Regions from separate parts of the Mus musculus genome. Here all the other regions are linked to region 1. Evidence: chromatin contacts called from public promoter capture Hi-C data. All regions are on one chromosome and are shown on one strand. The core of a region is the stretch at or near the end of the contact, and the rest is flanking DNA. Distances in the headings are between cores, read along the strand shown. Region 1 holds the start of 4921507P07Rik (RIKEN cDNA 4921507P07 gene). Region 2 holds the start of Hoxa9 (homeobox A9). Region 3 holds the start of Gimap3 (GTPase, IMAP family member 3). Region 4 holds the start of Malsu1 (mitochondrial assembly of ribosomal large subunit 1). Region 5 holds the start of Skap2 (src family associated phosphoprotein 2). Region 6 holds the start of Igf2bp3 (insulin-like growth factor 2 mRNA binding protein 3). Region 7 holds the start of Tra2a (transformer 2 alpha).

Evidence for each region. Promoter capture Hi-C pulls out the DNA fragments that hold promoters and counts their contacts.
Region 2: a contact with region 1 is called in a promoter capture Hi-C map of pre-B cells, with 6 times the contacts expected there. The contact joins the promoter of Hoxa9 here to the promoter of 4921507P07Rik in region 1. A contact is called at or near these places in 3 of 39 promoter capture datasets (hippocampal neurons, liver and pre-B cells), 3 of 115 datasets of contacts at active chromatin or transcription factors (astrocytes, embryonic forebrain and embryonic limb bud) and 2 of 9 other capture datasets (adipose tissue and liver).
Region 3: a contact with region 1 is called in a promoter capture Hi-C map of hippocampal neurons, with 2.8 times the contacts expected there. The contact joins the promoter of Gimap3 here to the promoter of 4921507P07Rik in region 1. A contact is called at or near these places in 2 of 39 promoter capture datasets (hippocampal neurons and pre-B cells).
Region 4: a contact with region 1 is called in a promoter capture Hi-C map of pre-B cells, with 10 times the contacts expected there. The contact joins the promoter of Malsu1 here to the promoter of 4921507P07Rik in region 1. A contact is called at or near these places in 2 of 39 promoter capture datasets (embryonic stem cells and pre-B cells) and 1 of 115 datasets of contacts at active chromatin or transcription factors (extraembryonic endoderm stem cells).
Region 5: a contact with region 1 is called in a promoter capture Hi-C map of pre-B cells, with 5 times the contacts expected there. The contact joins the promoter of Skap2 here to the promoter of 4921507P07Rik in region 1. A contact is called at or near these places in 3 of 39 promoter capture datasets (hippocampal neurons, liver and pre-B cells) and 1 of 484 Hi-C or Micro-C datasets (B cells).
Region 6: a promoter capture Hi-C map of pre-B cells shows a contact between it and region 1, with 7 times the contacts expected there. The contact joins the promoter of Igf2bp3 here to the promoter of 4921507P07Rik in region 1. A contact is called at or near these places in 7 of 39 promoter capture datasets (cranial neural crest, frontonasal cranial neural crest, hippocampal neurons and 4 more) and 1 of 115 datasets of contacts at active chromatin or transcription factors (astrocytes).
Region 7: a promoter capture Hi-C map of liver shows a contact between it and region 1, with 7 times the contacts expected there. The contact joins the promoter of Tra2a here to the promoter of 4921507P07Rik in region 1. A contact is called at or near these places in 6 of 39 promoter capture datasets (cranial neural crest, hippocampal neurons, liver and 2 more), 1 of 484 Hi-C or Micro-C datasets (B cells) and 2 of 9 other capture datasets (adipose tissue and liver).

Annotation. Positions count from the first base shown.
Region 1 is chr6:50,595,092-50,597,954 of GRCm38.p6, forward strand. 4921507P07Rik (RIKEN cDNA 4921507P07 gene) reads right to left here and starts at 1,499. Exons shown (of 10, transcript NM_027564.3): 1 at 1,352-1,499; 2 at 707-862. The coding sequence starts at 840.
Region 2 is chr6:52,226,021-52,228,845 of GRCm38.p6, forward strand. Hoxa9 (homeobox A9) reads right to left here and starts at 1,350. Exons shown (of 2, transcript NM_010456.3): 1 at 1-1,350. The coding sequence starts at 84. It overlaps Gm52902 (a long non-coding RNA gene), which reads left to right and starts at 1,484. Exons shown (of 2, transcript XR_003956434.1): 1 at 1,484-2,825.
Region 3 is chr6:48,769,063-48,772,156 of GRCm38.p6, forward strand. It overlaps Gimap3 (GTPase, IMAP family member 3), which reads right to left and starts at 1,789. Exons shown (of 5, transcript NM_031247.3): 1 at 1,580-1,789.
Region 4 is chr6:49,072,351-49,075,149 of GRCm38.p6, forward strand. Malsu1 (mitochondrial assembly of ribosomal large subunit 1) reads left to right here and starts at 1,445. Exons shown (of 4, transcript NM_029353.1): 1 at 1,445-1,753; 2 at 2,736-2,799. The coding sequence starts at 1,516.
Region 5 is chr6:52,010,891-52,013,906 of GRCm38.p6, forward strand. Skap2 (src family associated phosphoprotein 2) reads right to left here and starts at 1,659. Exons shown (of 13, transcript NM_018773.2): 1 at 1,445-1,659. The coding sequence starts at 1,511.
Region 6 is chr6:49,213,615-49,216,625 of GRCm38.p6, forward strand. It overlaps Igf2bp3 (insulin-like growth factor 2 mRNA binding protein 3), which reads right to left and starts at 1,340. Exons shown (of 15, transcript NM_023670.3): 1 at 683-1,340. The coding sequence starts at 857.
Region 7 is chr6:49,262,622-49,265,521 of GRCm38.p6, forward strand. It overlaps Tra2a (transformer 2 alpha), which reads right to left and starts at 1,431. Exons shown (of 8, transcript NM_198102.2): 1 at 1,217-1,431. The coding sequence starts at 1,252.

The sequences.
Region 1 (2,863 bases), core at 249-2,748:
TGTGCCAGCTGAGACATCTATCTACCTATCCTCGTCTACAAAGAATTATTAGGGGTTTGGCCGTGTGAAATTAGAAGAACACACCTACACAAGGTACTTAGAAACAGAGCCTTATTCTTCCTCTAAAAATCAAGTAAATCACAGGGTTGGGGGTGTAGCTGAGACAGAGTTTGGCGAAATATGTGTCTGTACCCTACATATATCACAGGTGAAAGAGGGTAACAGTTCTACTCTATTCATGGCTGTCATGAGGAGCGAAAGGTCTACAACAAAACACAGCATCATGTTTGCCACCAACTCTGGGATTCTTTCTTGGCAGAAGGTGTTGGTGGGCAGGCTGTTAGTACCGTAGTGCTCTATTAAAACACTCTCCAAGTGAAGGAAGGGGCCATCCTAGGGTTCTAGAACAGGGCTGGAAAGGTAGGTTGGTGGTAGTGTTTGCCTTGCAGGCATGGTCTGGACTCAGTCCCTAGCAAAACACACACACACACACACACACACACTTGTAGAATGCAGTGGAAGAATATGCCTCCCTTGTTATAGCCTACAGCCCTTTTCCAGTTTTAACAGATTAACCATGTAGTTTACTCATGCTTTGCCTTCTCCTTCATGTGATATATGGGAGTGCTCACGTGTGTGTGTGTTATAGAAAAAGTCACGAATGCAACGACATCTTTCTCCTGCGTTTTTCTAACTTTTGTTTTACCTGGCTTGTGAAGCAGTTGGCCGAATAGTTGTTTCGTACGGGGTGTGCAGTCCGTTAGAGTAAAAGGTGTTTGACAGAATGTCAGCTCCTTCAAGGTTCCTGCAGCAGTGGGGCCTGCCGTGAATTACCTCCATGCTTCTTGCCTAAAATGTTAGTCTGGAGATAAGTAAATAGATAAAAATGAAAATTTGGACTTGTAAACTGCCTTGGTTAGACCGGACAGGAAACAGTTTCTGCTGGCAAAATTCAACTCATCGATGCACAAAAACCAGAGGCTTATTTTCTTACTGGCTGTGAGGGTCTGTGGATGCTGTCAAACCTGTGGAGATAAACTGAAGCAAACCTGCAGAGTGGAAGATGAACACATTGTGAAACAATTCATGTCTCACCTCAAATGTAACAATATTCAAGAACAATCAGGTAACTTCTAGCGCGGGGGCCTTTCTAAGCAGGGAGACTCGTCATTAACAGGTCAAGAGCCCTTCCTCTCAAGGCTCTGCAATTCTGTTTCTCAGGCAGTTAAACTGGGTGGTGCGCACCTCTGTCCTCATGGGGGACATTGGGTTCCCCAGAGCGCTGGAGAGAAGCCCGTCCCTTCGGAGGACTCCGGTCCCTAGAAGCCGTGCAGCCAGGGGTCGCACGCACCTGACACATCTGCCCCGGAGCGCTGCCCGACCGCGTCTCCCTTTCTTGTCTCGGGATCTGGTGGGTCTCCTCTCCGCGGGGCGTGGAATTTCGTGGTCTTCCGCACCTGCGGGCCCCGGGAGCGTGCGGGCAGGTGCGGGGGAAGAAGGCCAGAGGGCTGCGGGCAGGCCGGGGCGGGGTTGAGGCTGCCTGTGACGGCGGCGGTGACCGCGCACTAGGTAACACATCCTGAGGGTGGGGCGCTGGCCGACGTGTGGCGGGGAGCCCTTCAGAGGATCTTAGACCACCAGAATTGGAAGAGAAGCCGGAAGTGAGGAAAGAGGGCTTTGTGGCTAGGGGAAAGGTGGAACCGCCGCGTTTCCGCTTCAACCTCATGCCTGGCCCCGGAGTCTTAGCGCCTTTAAACTCCTGCATGTGCCAGAGGCGCTCAACTACAGACTCGGCCCCGCCCCTGCGCCCCGCCCCCTTCTCAGGCCCCGCCCACCCGCCTCTCTTCGCGGTCCCTGGGGCCTTTTTCCTTCAGGCCTGGTCCCGCCCTTCTACCCAAGTCCCACCTCTTCCCTCCCTCGCCCCACCTCCTGAGGGCACCAGTCCAGTCCTAGGCCCCGCTCCGGCTCCGCTGCCTCACGCCCCGCCATAGGCTGACCTCAGGCGCCCTCTGGCGGCGCTGGCTTGGCAGACTATCTGATCTACAGTTGCCCTAAGTTGGGTGGGTGAGCATGCTTTCTCAAGGTGTGAGGGAAACAAAAGCTCTGGTCCTGGGAAGGAGAGAGAGAAGATCTTTGTGTAAAAAAAAAAAAACAAAAAACAACAACAACAAAAAAAAACAGATTGTTACAGTTTGCAGTGTGATGTGCTCTTAAGTTCGTCAGAGTTACAGAAAAGCCCAAGGCAAGGAGGTATCTTTTCTACTAGCTGGTGGTTCACCCAGCTTCTCACAGCTCAGAAGAGTTGGAGATCTACTGGTAGCCTATTGAACACTATATCAGAGAAAGGGACACTCTCAAGTCCTAAATTATGGATAAAGCTCTTGCCATAAACCAACAGGATGAAGAATTTGGGAAGGGTGCAAGCCCTGGCCTACAGGAAGGGAGCTGGACTTTCATGGTATCAGGGGAAAAGCCATCATCTTTCTTCAAATCAGTACAGCAGCAGTGTTTGGCTTTTCTCAGTGCTTATGTTGCTTTCTGCAGAATTGAATATTAAAAACTGCTTGGTTTACAAAGGTCTTTTGAATTTATTATTTCCAATTAAGAGACAAGGGAAACCTGCATATCAGATCTTACACTCTCCTGACTCTTCGAGGAGCCAGAACAGTTAACACTCCCTCCCCCTGATGACTCTCGGGCGGGGGGAGGGGGGCAAATTCCAGCCTTGGGAACAGACGAAAAGCAGCATAGTCTAGCCTCCACATCACTGAAATGCACACCCCCTTTTGATTAACAACCAACATTTCTCCTGTGCAGAAGGGTCCTGCCCTTGAAGGAAGCAGAGGCTAATATCCTTGAAATG
Region 2 (2,825 bases), core at 100-2,599, 1.6 Mb after region 1:
TCCCGCACCCAGCTCATCAGCAGCGTCGGCGCCCAGCAGGAAGGAGTCCACATAGTAGTTGCCCAGGGCCCCGGTGGTGGCCATTGCAGTAGCCCGCGCCTGGCCGGCCCAGCCCGACCCGCCGAAATTATGAAACTGCAGATTTCATGTAACAACTTGGTGGCACCAGGGGGGGGTGAAGTACAGTCACCTAATAAGTTGCCGGCGCCCGCGCCCCCATTGGCCACGCGCGTCACGTGTCCGCCCGGCAGAACAATAACGCGTAAATCACTCCGCACGCTATTAATGGCCCGGTGTTTTGCAGTCATAATTTTTATAGCAAAAGCCATATGTTTTTATGCAAAGGGATCGCGCAGCTCCACGATCTGGTTTGTTTTAATTGTGGCCAACGAAGATTAAAAGATCAAATCTGGCCTTGCCTCTGTACTCTCCCTTGCCACCCCCCCAACACACACACATACCAGACACACACACTTCTTAAGCGGACTATTTTATATCACAATTAATCACGCCATCAGGAAGGCGCGGGTCCCGCGTGTGAGCACGGCCAGCAGAGCCCCTCACATAAAATTAGACAATAATTGAAGCCATAAAAAAGCAGCCAAATCGCATTCTCACTCTACTGTATTTAAATCTATATTTATGATATTTCATAAGGAGTTATTGTTTCGGAAGCCACACAGGCTGGTGGAAAGTCAGGAGCGACCAACAGATTCGTTTGCCTCGCTGTGGCTCCCTGTAAAAATTTATGAGGACTTGGAAAGGTTAAATTAGACTGTTGTGTTTGGTTGGTGAATACCCTGTAAATAATCCTTGCAGTCCTCAGAGATGTGAGCCCCCCGCCCGCGCGCGCCCCCAGGGCCGGCCTAGAAAAGTCAAATACAAGGCTCTCTCCACCTCAAACAGAGTGACCACCGCCCCTGTCGCGACGCACCGTCGATGATACAACCACCTAAAATGGGCTACCGACCCTAGTCAGACTGGAAAGCCAGCCAGGCGCTTGCACATCGGCCAGATCACCCTTGCTCCACAGGGAAGGCCCCACAGAGCAACCAGAGCAACCGCCAAGGAGAGAACTGCCAACCCTCAAGGGTTTGTGTCACAAACGCCCTGATTGTGTCACAAGCGCCCTGGCCCACTTCTTTGAGCACAAACTGCCCAGCGAATTTTATTCCCTAGCCAGCGGGTTCTAAGCTCCATCATCTGTATGCCTAGTCCCGCTCCCCAGACTGGAGATGGGGAAAATCGCCAGTCAACATCAAGAGGTGTTTGTCTTGCTGAGGGGTCACCTCGCCTAGTTTCTGGGCCCTGTATGAACCGCTCTGGTATCCTTCCCTCTTCTGTTTTTTCCTCCTATTCCTCTATCACCCCACTTTTTTTCCCCTTCCTTCCCATTCCCCTTTTCCTTCTTTTGTTACTCCCCTCCCTCCCTTCCTCTCTTTCCCCCCCGCCCCCATCTCCAGCGCCCCTGCCTTGGTTATCCTTGAAACAGAACAACAGAGATCCCATAGTCAAACTACAGCTCAAGTCCAGTGCTACAAATTAACCCGGGAGGAACACTGGACATTGACTTTAATCTCATCCTTTGGTCAAATGGAGGATGTTATTTTTCACCCCTTAGAATCTTTGGGAATAAGAGAAAAAAAGTGAGAAGGCCACAGCCACTGTTGTTAATGGGAGGGGCGGTGGCCCCATCCCAATCTGGAACACAAAGCAACAGCTCTTAGAAACTGTGTAATTAAATTCACGTGTGAATTTTGTGCCTTCCAAGAGTATGTTTCTCATTACTTCACTATCCACAAAAATGCTGACCCGAGACATTTCCATCTTTGTTTTTGCTTTCTTCCTCAGAAATAGTTCAAGGAGACACTTTCCAACGCTCTGACAGATTCCCCCAAATATTAGGCTCTCCACCAGAGAGGGGCTGGGAAGCTCCCGGGATCCACACCCCCTCGCTTGTCGGCAGGAAGAAGAAAGTGGTCAGCGCCAGGAACTGGATGTGGCCTGTCCTGACTGCCTCAGTCCCCTCCCCCTAATATTTTTCCTTTCCCTGCAAATTCCTCCAAGACACACACACCCCCAACACAACCCAAGGTGTTCTAAATATCCGGTAGTCCTCTGAGGTTCAGGTTTTCATTAAAGCAATAACCCAGGAGTATAACTCTGCTCTTAATTGTAATAGTAAATGGTAGAGTATTCCTGGCTGACTTTTTCATTTTTTGTATTCAGAGAAGATATGTATCATCACCATCATCATTAATATCATTAATATTTATTAATTTAAAATACTTTTAAAACTTTAGTCTCAAAACAGAAAAATTACAAAGAATTAGGTACTGAGTATTAAGCAGCTGTTTACATGTGGCCCAAAAGGGGGAAAATTCATAAAAGGAGATATTGTCCTTGTGAGTCTAGAAACATGATCCTAAAGTATACAGGTTTTTATTTCTGCTTTCTTTTGGATGAGTTGTATACACATCTAGAAATAATAAATGGATGCAACCACACAACACCTCATGCTCAACTGAGAATCTTCCAAAAACGTTGGTCTTTGAAATAAGCCCAGTACCCGGATGCAGAAAATGGCAGAGAAGAGTTGGAGGGAGCCTGGAGTACTGGTCACTCAGATAACAGGTTGTTGGCTGAGCAACGAAAACAATTCCCGGGCATCAGCCTGAGCCGGGAAGGGAAACAGAGTTCTGTGGTCTCAGGCAGTGCCTGTGTTGTTGGGGGTGGGGAGAGGGTGGTTTGTTTCAGGTTTCTGTATTAAGAGTCGTTAGGCTGGTTTTCTTAGATTACAATTTAGTACCAGTGCCCCAGTTTGT
Region 3 (3,094 bases), core at 539-3,038, 1.8 Mb before region 1:
CCTGTCCCCACCCACTAGGATCCAAGTGTCAGCCCACCCCTACCACTCCACCACTTCACCCACACACCTGTCAGTCCTTTCGTTTATTTTTTAAGAAGTCAGTGTGTGTGTGTGTTTGTGTGTGTGTGTCAGTTATTTCTGGCCCTTGGTTGAACCTTGGAGCTAGCAAAAGTGGAAGAGCTCCCCATATCTAAGAGGCCCTCCCCTGGCAGTGCTTCCCTCATGCAGGACTGGAAGAGACTGGAAGAGGGCATGGGCAGGCCACACTTAGAAGCACTGTGAGAAGGTCACAGACTTGTGTGTTGGCCTTGTGCAGATTATCTTGGTCTCATTTGAGAAAACTGATAATATCATTCTTTCTTTCCCATATCCTTCACCACAGCATCTTGAGAACAAACTGTCCTAATGGGGAAAATGTGTCATGCTGTTATGAGGGAAAACCAGTGTGCAATGGTCATGGGGTCCTTTCCGGGAATAAAAGCTTTACTGCCTGCAGCTTCATTCTGTTTGCTTTGACTGGTCTTTAAAGAATGTATTACTTTATCCAAAACAAACAGCAAATGCTTTCTGTGAACAGATGAACCTGAGTGAACGCACACCTTTAATCCCAGCACTCGGGAGGCAGAGACAGGCAGATTTCTGAGTTGAAGGCCAGCCTGGTCTACAGAGTGAGTTCCAGGACAGCCCGGGCTACACAGAGAAACCCTGTCTCGAAAAACAAAACAAAACAAAACAAATTCCCTCCTGCCCAGCACTGTGAATGTTCACCAAGAAAAAGAAAAGTGATGGGAAAGAAAGAAAATTAAACCTGCAGGGGACGGGGAGATAAGATAGCCAGTCCAGCCACTCAGTGAGTACTGGATTCAGTGAGATGATACGCCAATAGATAATTTAGCCAGTCAGAGAGTGCAGACCACAGTCAGTGATGGAAAAAGACATCTGGTGTCCCTTTGCTCTCCAACATCGAGGAACCCAAGGCTCTGGGGAAGAGCCTGGGGTTGTTCTTATCCATTGATAGAGTCCTGACCCCGACTGGATAAAGCGAATGCTAGTCAGACAGCTAGGGTTCCTTCTGGACGATGGGTAGTGTATGAACTTCAGATCACCCATGGGGCCCACGTTCCATCTTCCTGCCACAACTCTAATTTCCCAGCTCACAAAACCCGGTCTGATGCCCCGTCCCAAAGACTGGTTCCCCTCCAGCTGCTCTCTGGTTCCCAGACACTCAATACAAGCCTGGCTGACAGCTCTAGGGAAATTGCTTTAGAAGCTTGTCTGCTCCCTTTCGCCCTTGGAAAGCAAGGAGAATGTCTAAGAGTCCACCTCTCCTGAGTCCTCAGTGGTGTGTTAGCCTTGTTCTGTGAGGGAGAAAACTCACTGATGTTCCACAGACAAGACTAAAAGTCCCTGGGGAACAGGAATTTCTCTACAGTCTATGAAAAAAGATCAGTTGTCTTTCCCTTCAGGTTGACACTAATTGTTACTGGTAGATTTAAGGGTGAGCAGGATAGAAGAACACCACACACACACACACACACACACACACACACACACACACACACCACAAGATCCCTGTTACCTGGTGAGTTCCTGAGGATCTTTCCATTCAAGATCTATAGCCACTGTGGAGCTACCTTCCAGGCCTAGGCAGCCTCTCACATTGGTTTGTAGTCTTTCGTAAAAGTACAAGAGCTACAAGAGGTGAAGGCCAGCTCACAAGATCTGTCTTCCAGGGGGAGGAAGACGGTGTCTCCTGAGGGGTGGGAAAGGGTGATGTACATGAGTTTCTCTGAAAAGGGGTGCTCTGAGGGCCACTGAAGAAGGCAGCCAGTGGAAAAGGTTGATTTAAAAAAAAAAAAAAAGTTCTGCTTCCTGCTCCACCCTCATCGGCCACACCACTGAGATGTTTGTGTACAAAGTATTCTCTATGGGCCTAAGAGAATCTAGAAGTCTAAAAGCATGGGCAACCCAAGACTCTAGCTTCTGCTCCTCCTCACCAGGCAGACAGCATGCATCTCTTCTGCTCTGCTGTTTACCTCTGCCATCCGGAGGTAGCTTCTTAGATGGAATTTGAGGTGGCAGTTGAGCCTAAAGTGGCTCTCTCCAGGGCCCACTGGACAGATCAATAGCTATCATGCTTGAGCCTGGCTAAGGTACCCTGGCTTCTAGGGAGAGTATGGGAGAACAAGGCTTAGGTTTTCTCACCTGGGCAGACCTTGTCTCCACAGAAGCCATGAAGCTAGCTACCCAGTCTATAGTATGGTTTAGGCAAAGCAACAGCACTTAGTGGAATCCCAAGTCCCTGTGCCTCTGCCTGCTGCCCTGCAGGACTCAGGATCCGGAGTGAGCCAGGTCTCCTCCCTGGAGGAGTTCCACTTAGCCGTGTGTTTGAGTTCAGATCACTTTTTTATTCACTTGCTGTTCTTTTCCGCGTATGAGTGTTTTGCCTACATGTATGCAAGTGCCCTCTGCACATGCCTGGTGCTTGCAGAAGCCAGGAGAGGCTGCTGGATCCCCTGGATCTGGAACTATTAACACTTGTAAGGCTCCTTAACTACTGAGCCATCCCTCCAATCCCAAGTTTGGGTGATTTTTTTTTTTTTTTAAACAAAAGAATGTTCAAGGAGGAGAGTGGGATATGGGATCTATTTGGGTGAAATGAATATAGATGTTGTTCCTATAACCTGCATGTTCATATCCTTAGCTTTTTGTTTTGTTTTGTTTGTTGGTTTTTTTCGAGACAGGGTTTCTCTGTGTAGCCCTGGCTGTCCCGGTCTGTAGACCAGGCTGGCCTTGAACTCAGAACTATCTGCCTGCCTCTGCCTCCCAAGTGCTGGGATTAAAGGTGTGAGCCACCACTGCCTGGCTGTTGTTTTGTTTTGTTGTTTTAATTGACATGTATGCTCTTGTGGGTTCCTGAATCCACCTCAGCTCCTGCAGTGTGATTTCTTCCTCACAGAACTCAGGGATTGTTTGGAACCTTTTCTCACTGCAGCTTTCTGGTCCACGCCTCCAAAGGGAAGGTGCATCCTGCTGTGAAGGGACGGTCAGCAGGAAAGGAAGCCAGACTGCAGCCAATGAGAACAAGAGCCTG
Region 4 (2,799 bases), core at 195-2,694, 1.5 Mb before region 1:
TCTTTGTGGGTGAGGGTCTTTTAGCAAGCTATAACACCTCCTTCATGTCCTTTCTCTGTATAGCCCACTGAGTTTAATTAGTGCTATCTTTATGCGCATAGGTGTTCATGGTTTTTTGTTTTGACCGGAGTTACAGTGCTAGGCATGGATTCCCTCCTGTGAGGCAGGGCTCAGATCTAATCAGAAGGTGGTTGGCTGGCTAACCCCATAACTCATGCACTATTGACTCAGTGGGCGCATCTGGCCTGGCATTGGAATTATCACTCAGGGTAAGTCCACTGATGGCTTTTCTCCCCCAGTGACCTGCATGCCACCTCCTGACTCCATGAAAGCTGGGCAGCAGGTAAGAAGGTTTTAGATTAGTTTCAGCTTGAAAACAAGGAGTGTTGTCTTCACCAATATGTATGGTCTTACCATCTAGTTGTGGGAGACAACCAAAATAGCCTCACTTGTTTTTAGGTGGGCCCATAGCTGCCCTGACCAATAATGTAGGGATGATAGTATCCCAAACCCAGCACTGAGATTTTCATTTAATGACCCATATCTTTCATTTGAAAGCAATCAACCATACCTGATGCCGCCATTCAAACTTTTTTCTTCTTTTTTGTATGATTCATTTTTGTTTTGTGTTTTTAATTTTATGTGTTCAGGTGTTTTGCCTACTTATATGTCTGTACAATATGTTTGTGCACTTCATCTGAAGAGGGCATTTAATACCATTGAAATTAAATTCAGTCTGTACTTTTGACTGCTCAGCCATCTTTCTAGTTCTTGAATTTAGGGTTTTTTGTTTGTTTGCTTTTTTGTTTTTTGGACAGTGGGAAATGGCTAAAAATACTTAATTCCTATCTGACAGGGTTAATTTCTGCATATTTGGGGGAGAGGAAAAACAGAAAGGAGAGAGCTAGAGAGGGTTTGAAGGGGCTGGAGAAAGTGGGAGGGAAGGAGAAAAGGAAAGGAGAAAGAAGAAGAGGAAAGAGAGAGAGAGAGGTAGGAACCCTTTAATTCCTTTTAAGATGTATTTATTTATGTATGCCTACAAGACAGAAGAGGGCATCAGATCCTATTATAGGTGGTTGTGAGCCACCATGTGGTTGCTGGGAATCAATTCTCAGGACCTCTGAAAGAGCAGATAGTGCTCTTAACCATAGAGCCATCTTCTCCAGCCCCATAAAGATTATCTGGGCTCACTTTTTTTTTTCCTTTTCCTTCCTTTCCTTTCTTTTTTTTAAAAAAGAGAGACAAGGTTTGTCTGTGTATCCCTGGGTGTCCTGGAACTCACTTTGTAGAATAGGCTGGCCTTGAATTCAGAGATCTGCCTCGGCCTACCAAGTGCGGAAAGTAAAAGCGTAAGCCACCACCATCCACACGGTCCTCCTCATTCCTTAAACTACTCCCCAGGCAATCCGTCTAAATCACCGTTTCCGGTTACAGACCCGCCCACTTCGTGACGTAGAATCCCGGAGCCGCCCGGAAGCTCCACCACCTCCCCCCAGAGAAGTCGCGGCGAGAGCTATGGGTCCGGGCTGGTCGCCCGCGCGGCGTTTATGGCCGCTGCTGTGGCGCAGGGCGGTCTTCCAGAGAGCCGGCCCCGCAATGGCTTCGGTTCCCTGGCTTCCGCGGCTGGCAGAGCGATGGCTTCCCGCGAGGCCCGCGACCTGCCTGACCCCGAGCCTAACGCGCGGCCTGCACCATGGGCCTCAGCCCGAGGAGCGGACCGCTGGCGACGCTCGCCTGCAGCCCGGACCCGCAGGTACGCGGGCAGGACACCTGGTGGCCCGGCCTGACCCAGGCGGCCCTGGGCTTTCCTGTGCGCTTCGGGGGCAAGAGAAATAGCCATTCGCGCAGACGCAGAGCTGGAAGGGATTTGGGAGGTGGTCGGCACCAACTTTGCTTTGCGTACCCGAGAGTCCTAGAGGGAGGCTAAGGTAGCGTGTTGTCGTCAAAATTCCAGTCATAGAGCGGGCAACATCCGGCTCTTGGCTTCACAGCCCAGGATCCACCCCGTCTCACGATCTGCCCAGGGTCGTAGCAGGTGGACTGGTTGGTCTTAGTAGCACTAGTCCTAGCAGCCTCGTTTCTTCATATCTGTTGAAGGCTGTGGACCAGGTATTGTCTTGAGAACCCGCCTACCATACAGTATAGTTAAGTAACCTTTTTAATCTGCGATTCGATTTAACGTGTGCCCTAGGATATTGTCCTCTCCCTCAAATCATGCCGCTGGTTGTTGTGTAGCATCTCTGCATTTGTGGAGTGTTGTTCCTTTCAGTACTAGTAAATAGAAAGACATTTGCTTCTGCTTCCGTTTGGTAATCGCAGTATCCAGTGTCCGTAATCTGAACCTTCTACCTAGGAAAGCTGAGCAGTGCTTTAGGGAACTGTTGTCCGGGTTCAGTTTTAAGCTGGTTTTTGGTTGGTTGGTTTAGTTTGTCTTGAATGGAGATGGTATTAGGGGTTGGACCCAGGGCCACGTACATGCCACCACTGAAGCACACCTTCAGTCTTTTAGTTTAAAAATAAAAAATCTTTAGACCTTGTCTTTCTGAGTTGCTCAGCCTAACATTGAACCTGGGATCCTCCTGCCTAGTGTTCACCAAAGCATTTTAGATATAAATACACTTGTAGGGGGAGCAGTTCCACTGTCTCCAGGAGACTTCGTGTCAGTCTGCTTCTGTAGACAAATGTAGGTCTGTATTCTCCTCAGCCATCTGACACAAGCGTTTCTGCATTTTCAGATCACATTGGTGCCAAGTTTGACATCGATATGCTGGTTTCACTTCTGAGGCAAGAAAATGCAAG
Region 5 (3,016 bases), core at 409-2,908, 1.4 Mb after region 1:
CTGTTGTAGTCATACAACATAGGATGTTGGAAGAGTGACTGTGGGTCCAAGCTTTAGAAGCAAAACCGGGTTGTTATTTTTTTTAATTACAAATATGGACAACCTAAAAACGATGACATTTCTGGAACAAAACATTTTTCTGATCTAATTATTAAGATATTTTTCTAAACATGCAATTCCTGCATTGCCCCTCCCGCCACCCCATAAAATGTTAACTGTAATGAGACCAAACTGGTACTCCTCTAAGCTCTCATATAAGAAACTAAAACATTTCCTTAAATCAGCATCGACAGTTCTTTCATCATTTCTCTTAGTGCTATCCATGAATGATGAGAAGCATTTCTCAGAGTGACATAGCACACCCTCACCCTGCATCATGTTCATACAAACACAAGTCTCCATCCACACATAATGCAAACAACCCAACAGCTTAACAAGGTATTCTATGATGCTTGGTCTCATACTGTTGCAACTGTAACTTACTAGTTCAAATGTACCTTTTAGAGGACATTGTTTTTAACGATTAAAACACACAGTTAACAGCACAGGCATCTAAGCGAAACTTTTTAATCCATGATCTATATTGAAAGGAATGTTTTAGAGACAACCAAACTAAAATTATTCCATTTCCAGATGTTAGCATCTACAAGACAAAGTATATGGTGGTATCTAAGACCATCAGGATAGGTGAGACTTGTGATACTCTAAAAAGATGTATTTTTTATTTTGTGCAGAACTATCGAGCTTTTCTTGATGCTTAGTGGAACTACACACCTCCAGACATTACTGACCTAACTGAGGAACTGAGGAACCGCATTTCAACTCCTACAAGTAAGTTCCTATAAATGGGAATGTAAAACCAAAAAGGGGAAGATGAGGTTGCAAAGATGAAGTTCCTTGATCACATGATACAGGAAGTAGGAGTTTTAACACAGCCTTCCTTTTTCACTTTTAATAGTTACTGAGGCTTTAGAAATAGTGGCTATTTGAAAATCGGGCACCCTTCAAAACTATAAACATGTTTGGCCTGACTGTTCAAGAAAATGGGGGTGGGGTTGGAAATAGTGCCTTTTGGCCTCCTAACTCCCAACACCTGCGGCCCTGCAGATGCACCTGCATCCTTACTGGCCAGGCCACCCAGGCAGGACCTAGTGCTTGGACTTCTGCTTTCGCAGTTCTCAAACATGCATTCATCAACATTTGCTGTCCATCTCCCGCCCTCACATTCCGGTCTTCATGAAACGCATAACTGTCCGGCTGTCCAGGGAGGATCAGCACATTTCAGCATACACGCCCACTCCCTTCTAGTCCCGACATCCCAGTCCCCCTATACGGCCCGCCCCCCACCGTCCGCATAGGGTGAGGGCTAAGCGCTTCTGTCCCTGTCGGCTCGCCGTCCCCGCGCCCCCGCCCCTAGCGTCACCGCCCCCTTCCCGCTCTTTACCTGCCAACAGGTTCCTAATTTCCTCAGGGAGAGGGCCGGGAGAAGAGGTACAGCTGGGGTTGGGCATGATAATGGCTTGGACCTAGACTCGCAATAGCGGTCCGAGTAAGCACCGAGAGGCTACGACTCCGGACACGGCCCGTCCGAGACTGCCAACAAGGAAGTCACTAGCTCTCCAGCCAGCGGTCGCTGGACGCCGGGCCCTGCCCCCTCCCCGCCCGGGAGAATTGGGCGGGGCTATGGGTGAAGGGGCGGGGAGACCGGCCTTAAAACCTGACTGCGCTTGCGTAGACCTTGCTTTCTGACTGTCCGAAGAAAGCGCCTCCGGGTAGACCACGCCCACACACAGCCGGGAAGGCCACGCCCATACGCGGAAGCGAGCAGGAGGCGAGGCCTCCGAAGGAAGGGAGCGAATTGGAGCTGTGTCACCTGACCGGCCCTTGAAGCTCGTCCGCGCCATTTTCGTTACTGGTATGTCAGCCACACCTCTCTTTCTCCAGGATTCCGGAAAATAAAGCCTCCGCAAGGCTTACGCACTTTCCCTTTAAGGGGTCATCTAAATACTGGTCTTTTCCACCAAGGTTTAAACCCCCGTCTGGTAACCCACCAAGAAGTTTCTACCATTACCCCCCAACTAGCATGGCTTTCTTTGTCCCACTAGATGAAGGTAACGGAGTCCCATTTTCCGCCAATCCTTCCTGAGAGTCTTAGTCCTAAAACGGCGGAGCGTTCTGATTGGCGCTGACATTACTTTCCTACTTATTCTTGGTGTGGTTGATTTCTCTCGCTCTGACGGAATTAGTTCTAGATAATATCCTTTTAGGGTCAGGCACCTGAAATGTGCCAGAAAGCCACCTGTACCGTTGCCCGCTCTAAGTATTTTTTAATTGCAAATAGTGGTTAGAACAGGGAAAATATAAAATTTACTTCAATCTAGTCAGCAAAGGTTGAGTCTTTCAATATTACACGTTTACACTTAAAATCCAAAAAGTTCTGGGTCCTTTAGTCTTTAAAATGGGTGGTGTGTGTGTGTGTGTGTGTGTGTAGAAATGATAATTACATTCAAGTGCCATCAACCTTTACAATCCATTAAAACCTACTGTGTAGACATATTTGTCATGTAGATGACGCTACCAGAGCTACTTAAATACAAAAGAGGATGATACGAGTCTTCAGAGAGGAACTGACAAGGGAAAACATTTTGAATGTAAAGTGTGTATTTAGTTAAAAATATGCTTGGAAAGGTGGCTAATGATACACATCAAGTTGCACCTTCCACTTTCCTTTGCCAGGCACATCATTTTCAAAATGACATCTGAATATCACCTACCTACATTGGTAGAAACAAACAGTGGTTTGTTTGTTCTTATTTCTCCTAAGTTGTGCTCAGAATGTTGTGTCAAAGCTCCAATCAGGAGTATGTTTGTAGGAGGCACAGTATGGTGTGGGGGAAGGGGGTGTCTCTGTGAGACATGCTGAGATACCAGCACAGGAAAGTATAGTATAGAATATTTTGGGCATGGGGAGGGGAATTGAGTGGAGACAGAGAAAAGCAGAGAGAGGGGGAGAGGA
Region 6 (3,011 bases), core at 90-2,589, 1.4 Mb before region 1:
CCCGCACCCCAAGGTCTGCAAGAGACACACCCCCAACAAACAGCCTGCCATGGGGGCGCGCGGCCTTCTTTCTGGTCCACATCCAGGTTGGCCTGGAGCACTGGGCGATGGGATTAAAGAGCCAGGGTGCCAGGAGGAGATTGGGCGGCCGGGGTGCTGGTCCACGCGCGCTGACCCATCAAGGCGCCGGCCTCGAGTCCAGCTGGGGACGGTGGAAACCGAAAGGCACGGACAGCTGCTCTCCCCTCGGGCATCCAGGCAGAGCGCACTCAGACACCCGGGCCGCGGCTGCGCGCACGGGCCGGGACTGCGGCGCCGCGCGTGGCAGGGCTGCCGTTCTGGCAACAGCCGGCCGCCGCCGCCCACCTGCCCCTTTCGCTCTAACGACCCCGCGAGGTGGACGCGGCGGCGTGGAGCGGGACCGCCTGGACGCGGCCTCCCCCCGGGCGTAGGCTCAGGCCACTTTCTGTTCTCTACGGCTGGGGGACAGCGACCAGACAGAGGGCCCGGCGGGCGTCCACGCTGGGCCCCAAGGCCCGCCTGGCCCGGCCTGCAGCACGCGCCGCGCCGCGCCCCGCGACTGACAGCGCGTCCCCCTCCCCACCCCCACCCGCCCCGCAAGCGGGGTCCCGGATGGCAGCTGCGGAGACGGGGAGGCCCCGACCACGCGCGCGGGCCCCACCTGAAAGCGCCTCGATGGCCTTGAGGGCCCAGCCCTCGTCCGGGCAGTCCACGAACGCGTAGCCCGTCTTCACCAGGAAGGGGCCCGCCACCGGGATCTTAGCGTCCTTGAAGACACTTTCCAGGTCCGCGGGGCCGGCGTGGTCGCTGAGGTTCCCGATGTACAATTTGTTCATTGTGAAAAGGGGTCGTTTTAAAACCCGAGGAAAATGCTAAATTAAAAAAAGCACCCACGGCGGAGGATGGAGCCGGTGGATTTTGTTCCTCTCCTCTTGGCTTTCAAACCCACACAGTGACCCAAGCACGGGAGCGGCGGGCGAAAACCAGATCCCAGGGTCCTTTTTCCTCTTCTGGGTATTAAAAAAAAGAGAGAAAGAAAAAGCCTAGCGACGAGCCCAGCGTCGAGTCTTCCTAACTCTGGGGAGGAGGCGGGATTAGCGAGAGAAAGGAGGAGGCGCGGGGGGAAACTACTTTTTGTCTCTTCCTCCCCAACCCCTTTGGCAGCGGCCAGCGGGCTGTGAAAATATCACACTACGTGGGGCAGGCGCCGCCTCCCCGTAAAAAAAAAAAACCCCGAGGGGTGACTGGCAGCGGCGAGGGGAGCGGGGCGGGGGCAGCCGCTCCGAGTGTCCGGCTTTTTGAATGAGCCACGTGTTCAAACTACAAATCAACGTCTCACGTGAGGAATCCCAGCGCCTCAATTAGAGTGGGTTTCGGAGGAAAGAGAAAAAAAAAAAAAAAAAAAAAAAGCGAGAGGGGGAGGGGAAGCGAGATTGGGCGAGGAGGGACCCCGAGCTGGAGCCGGAGCCGGAGCCGGGGAGGGGGTGGAGAGCGTCCAGCCGCTGCAGCCGGCGCCAGGCGCGATGGGCACGGCGAGTTTCCAAAGGGTCCGAGCCTCGGGAGGGTCAGACGAACGATCCTTTTTCCTTAAGATGAGGAAGCGGTTAGGGGGTCCCGCGGTTGCAGTTACCGTAGTTTGTAACCATTCGATTTTTAAAAAATGGGTCACTTAACAACGAAATCTGAATGACAATCTCGAACTCAGTCGGTGGCTCTGATGACCGGGGAAAGTAGAACCCGGGGGCAGAGCGCCGCTCCCCTCGAGGGCCCCGGGGACCGAGCAAGCGGGGCGGCCCGGGCCGGCGTGGGGGAGGGGAGCCGACGTCCTGGGCGGGTGTCTACGCGACACCTCCTCCGCCTGCGCTCCGGGTGGCTCTCCGCCTCGCCGTTCATTGGCTGCTCGGCTACGAGAAGACTCTGGATAAATGAGGCCGGGGGCGGGCTGGCCGCGTGGGGGAGGGGCGCGGGGCGGAGGCTGTGGGGCTGGGGGTGGCCGAGTGGGAAAAGTCGGTACTTAAAGGGAAACCCTCGCTTCCTGTGGTTTTTCGAAGGGGGAGGGCTGGGTGTGGGGGAGGACTGATACTTTTATTTAAATAATTTTTGTTAAAGAACTTGGGACTCTAAGGGAACCCTGTTCAGCGTCAGCCTAAGGTGGCGGCCGCGCTGGGAAACTATTCCTCGGCTCTTTCCGCCTTCCTTTGACTGTGAGAGCCATTCATAATTTTCCCTGTAGGTAACGAGCACAATGGTGGTTGGGGGGTTGGGTCTGGGCCCGGTGGAGCCTTCCTGATCCTACTAAATGTGAGCCGGAGAACAGGAATAGGGAAAAAAGGGCAGTACCCCTGTCCTTGTGAAAACCTTCAACTGTGGCTTAATGGTTGTGTGCTCTACTCAAAGGCTTCAAAGATAACTTGTGATATATTTTTAACAGGCATTTTATGGAAAAGAGAAATTGCCGGGTTTGGATGACTGAAATTAAGCTCTATATAGCCTGAAAATACAGGCAGAAATCTAATGTTTTGCTACTCTCGCAAGTTGAAAAATGTGAATAGAGAAAATATGTGCTTCATACTACAAACGCCTTCAGCAATTGATAATTTGATATGGTGTTCTCTTTCAAAAAAAAAACTTAATAATACTTTATCTCTGACAGAAAAACAAGTAGCAGCTTGTTTTTAAAACGTGAAATTATTGAAAGATCTAGAGTATTTGCATTTTGTCTTTAAAAGGAACTTACAATTCTGTGTGAAGTAACCGGAAGGTGTCAGATCACCCATTTTCAATGCAACTATTCTTTCTAACAGGTTTTTCTTTCCTGCTAAGCAAACCCAACTGTATAAATGAAAACAAACTTTAATAGTATTTTCACCTAAGTTTAATTTAGTAAAATGGTCTTTATGAAATTATGAGACAGTATTCAGAACTATTGGAAATCTGGAAAGAACATCTTTGGAAGTGAATTTTTAAGGCTAAGCTAGCTATTTTAAAAA
Region 7 (2,900 bases), core at 181-2,680, 1.3 Mb before region 1:
CCTCCACTAGAATACCAACACAACTGCCAGCCCTCGAGTACCATGGGACTTTTGTTTCCCTTTTTTTTCCTTCCATGGTTTTACCAGGACTCACTTCCATTAATTTCCAATACTAGGGTAACTTCGGAATAAAACTCAAAAACCGGTAACGTTCTAATAATATACTCAAGCTTTGTGAATATACGGTTTATACTCACAAGACCTCAGATAACCAAAGTCTTGAGTCCCTTTTCCGGGGAATGGGTGAGAAAAACGGGGGAGGGTCTGTAAATTTCAGGTATAATCTTTTGAGTTAACAATGATTAGCTTTTTTCTTTTCTTTTTTGAAAACTGAGGCAAGAAATTTGTTCAGTTACGTAAGGTTTAAAGTAAGATGTCTTGGCAGTTTAGCCATAAAGATCTGTAAAGGAGTTTTCAGAGGAATGGTCACAGGAAGGAAAGCTTTGGAAGTTGAGACATAAAGAACCCAACATCTAGCTGTTAGGAAAACAGGCGTCACTGCATTTCCACATTCATTTAGAAGCGAAAGGAAAGAGGACATTAAGGGGAAAGGCTCTTGCGTAGTTTTCCCTTCCCCGCTCGCTCTCGTCTTAAGGACTCTTAAGGGTCGCTGCGGTCGTTGACTAACCACTTCACTGGGCTCGTCCCACCTTCAACCTCAAGGCTTTCGCCTTTACAGACGCGACGCCGCCGGTTCCGACGGAGACGCGGCCGCTCACTGCAACAGAGAGCCAAGGAGACAACAGGCCCCAGCTAGTCCCGCGCCAGCGATTCCCCGCCCGGACAGCAGCCCCGCGCACTTCTGACCCCGAGACCCCGCTGCGATGGCCGGAGGAGGGGTGGTGGTGGCCCGAGATGCCACCGCAGGAAGCACCTACCACTATCCGGCCGGAGGGAGCGCCCCGCCGCCTCCTGCCCCACCGCGCCGGGGACCCGCACCTCGGAGCAGAGATGGGAAGCTGAGAGGAAAGGGAGCGACAGGAGAGGATAGGACCAGGCCAGGTACCAGTCAGCCGCCAGAAAGGAGCGCTGCGGGCTAGTGGGGCATCTGGGCACGCAGGGGGACCCCGAAGCCATCTTGGGACGTGACGCGCTCGCGGTGGCCCTCAAGGCTGCTCCTGAGGGCCCCGCCACCTCGCCCGACCGACCGCGCTCGTCCCCGAGCCCCGGAGCATCGGGCCGCCGCCGAAGACGGCTCCCGCGGCTTTGTACTCACTCTGCCCTCGAAGTTGTTCTCCTCTACATCACTCATGTCGGCCAGGCGCTCCCGAGAACTAAATAAGAGATATGTCTCGGCTCGAGGGCCGACGGCCTAGTCACCGCGCTGTTCGGACTGTGGGGAGGAAGAAGGCGACGGCTACAACGGCCAGTGCGTTCCACTCCCACCAGCTCGCACGTTCAGGCAAAATGGCGCCCGTGCCGCCAGAAACCTCCTGGTGTCCCCGGCGCCTGACGTCAAGGGGCGGACCTGTGATGACGTCGTCGCGAACCCCGCCTCCGCCCCGGGAGGCTTTGTGTCCGCCTGGCCTAGCGCGGGAGATTGGCGGGTTTCAAGAGCTTGCTGTTTGGCGTTGGGTCGGTTTGTCCTCCGGGTGCTGGAATTAAAGGCGTGTGTCATCGCCTGGCTTTGCCTGTGGGGTTTTGTTCTTGAGTTTTTTTGGTTTTGTTCTCTTTAGGTATGGAACTCAGGTCTTTCTTGCATAGCAAAACAAACCAACCAAAAACAAGCAAACAAAAACCCAACAAACAAACCGACTTTTCCAGCTGAGTTTTCCTTATCCCCAGTATCTGCCCCCCCCCCTTTTTTTTTTTTTGGTTTGGTTTTTTTACAGAGACAGGGTTTCTCTGTATAGCCTTGGCTGTCCTGGAACTCACTTTGTAGGCCAGGCTGGCCTCGAACTCAGAAATCTGCCTGCCTCTGCCTTCCGAGTGCTGGGATTAAAGGCGTGAGCCACCACGCCCGGCTAGTATCTGCCCTTTTAAACGTTGAAATAACAATATATACACAGATGGGGTTATACTGAAAAGCCATGAGTTTCTCACTCTTCTCTGCTTCCAAACCTCAAGACAGGGTTTCTGTGTAACCCTGGCTGTCCTGGAACTCCCTCTGTAGACCAGGCTGGCCTGGAACTCACAGAAATCTGCCTGCCTCTGCCTCCCAAGTTCTGGGAATAAAGGCATGAGCTCCCACCACAGCGGGGGGCATTTTAATTGAAGTTCCCTCCTCTCAGGTGACCTTATCTGTGCCAAGTTGATAGAAAATTATCCAGCACACCTAGCATGTACTAGGCTCTGGGTTTAGTCCTCAACACTGTAGAACATGTAAATAAATAAAAATAAATTGGGGGAATATATTGTTTGGCAACATTAGTATCCATACTTCTTGCTCTAGAAAAATAAGGAACACCAGCACAAATAATGAATTCACAAAGACCTGAAATAGCTGGGTGTGGTGATCTGTGCCTGTGATCCCACCACTTAGGCGTCTAGAAGGAAGGACTGTTGGAAGTTCCAGCCAACCTGAGATATAAAAAGAGAGCCTATCAGAAATGTCAGAGAGCTAGTTATCAAACTCTTTAAAAAAAAAAAGATTTATTATATGTAAGTACACTGTAGCTGTCTTCAGACACACCAGAAGAGGGTGTTAGATCTCATTATGGATGGCTGTGAACCACCATGTGGTTGCTGGGATTTGAACTCAGGACCTTCAGAAGAGCAGTCAGTGCTCTTAACCGCTGAGCTATCCCTCCAGCCCCCATTATTAAACTCTTAATGGTTTGGACTCAGCCACAACAGGAAGATTTATGTTGTGAATATCAGCAAATCATTTTTCTTCCTCTTTCTTTCAGAGAGCTCATTATTAAATACTTACCCTTCTATTCATGTAATATCATGTAAGT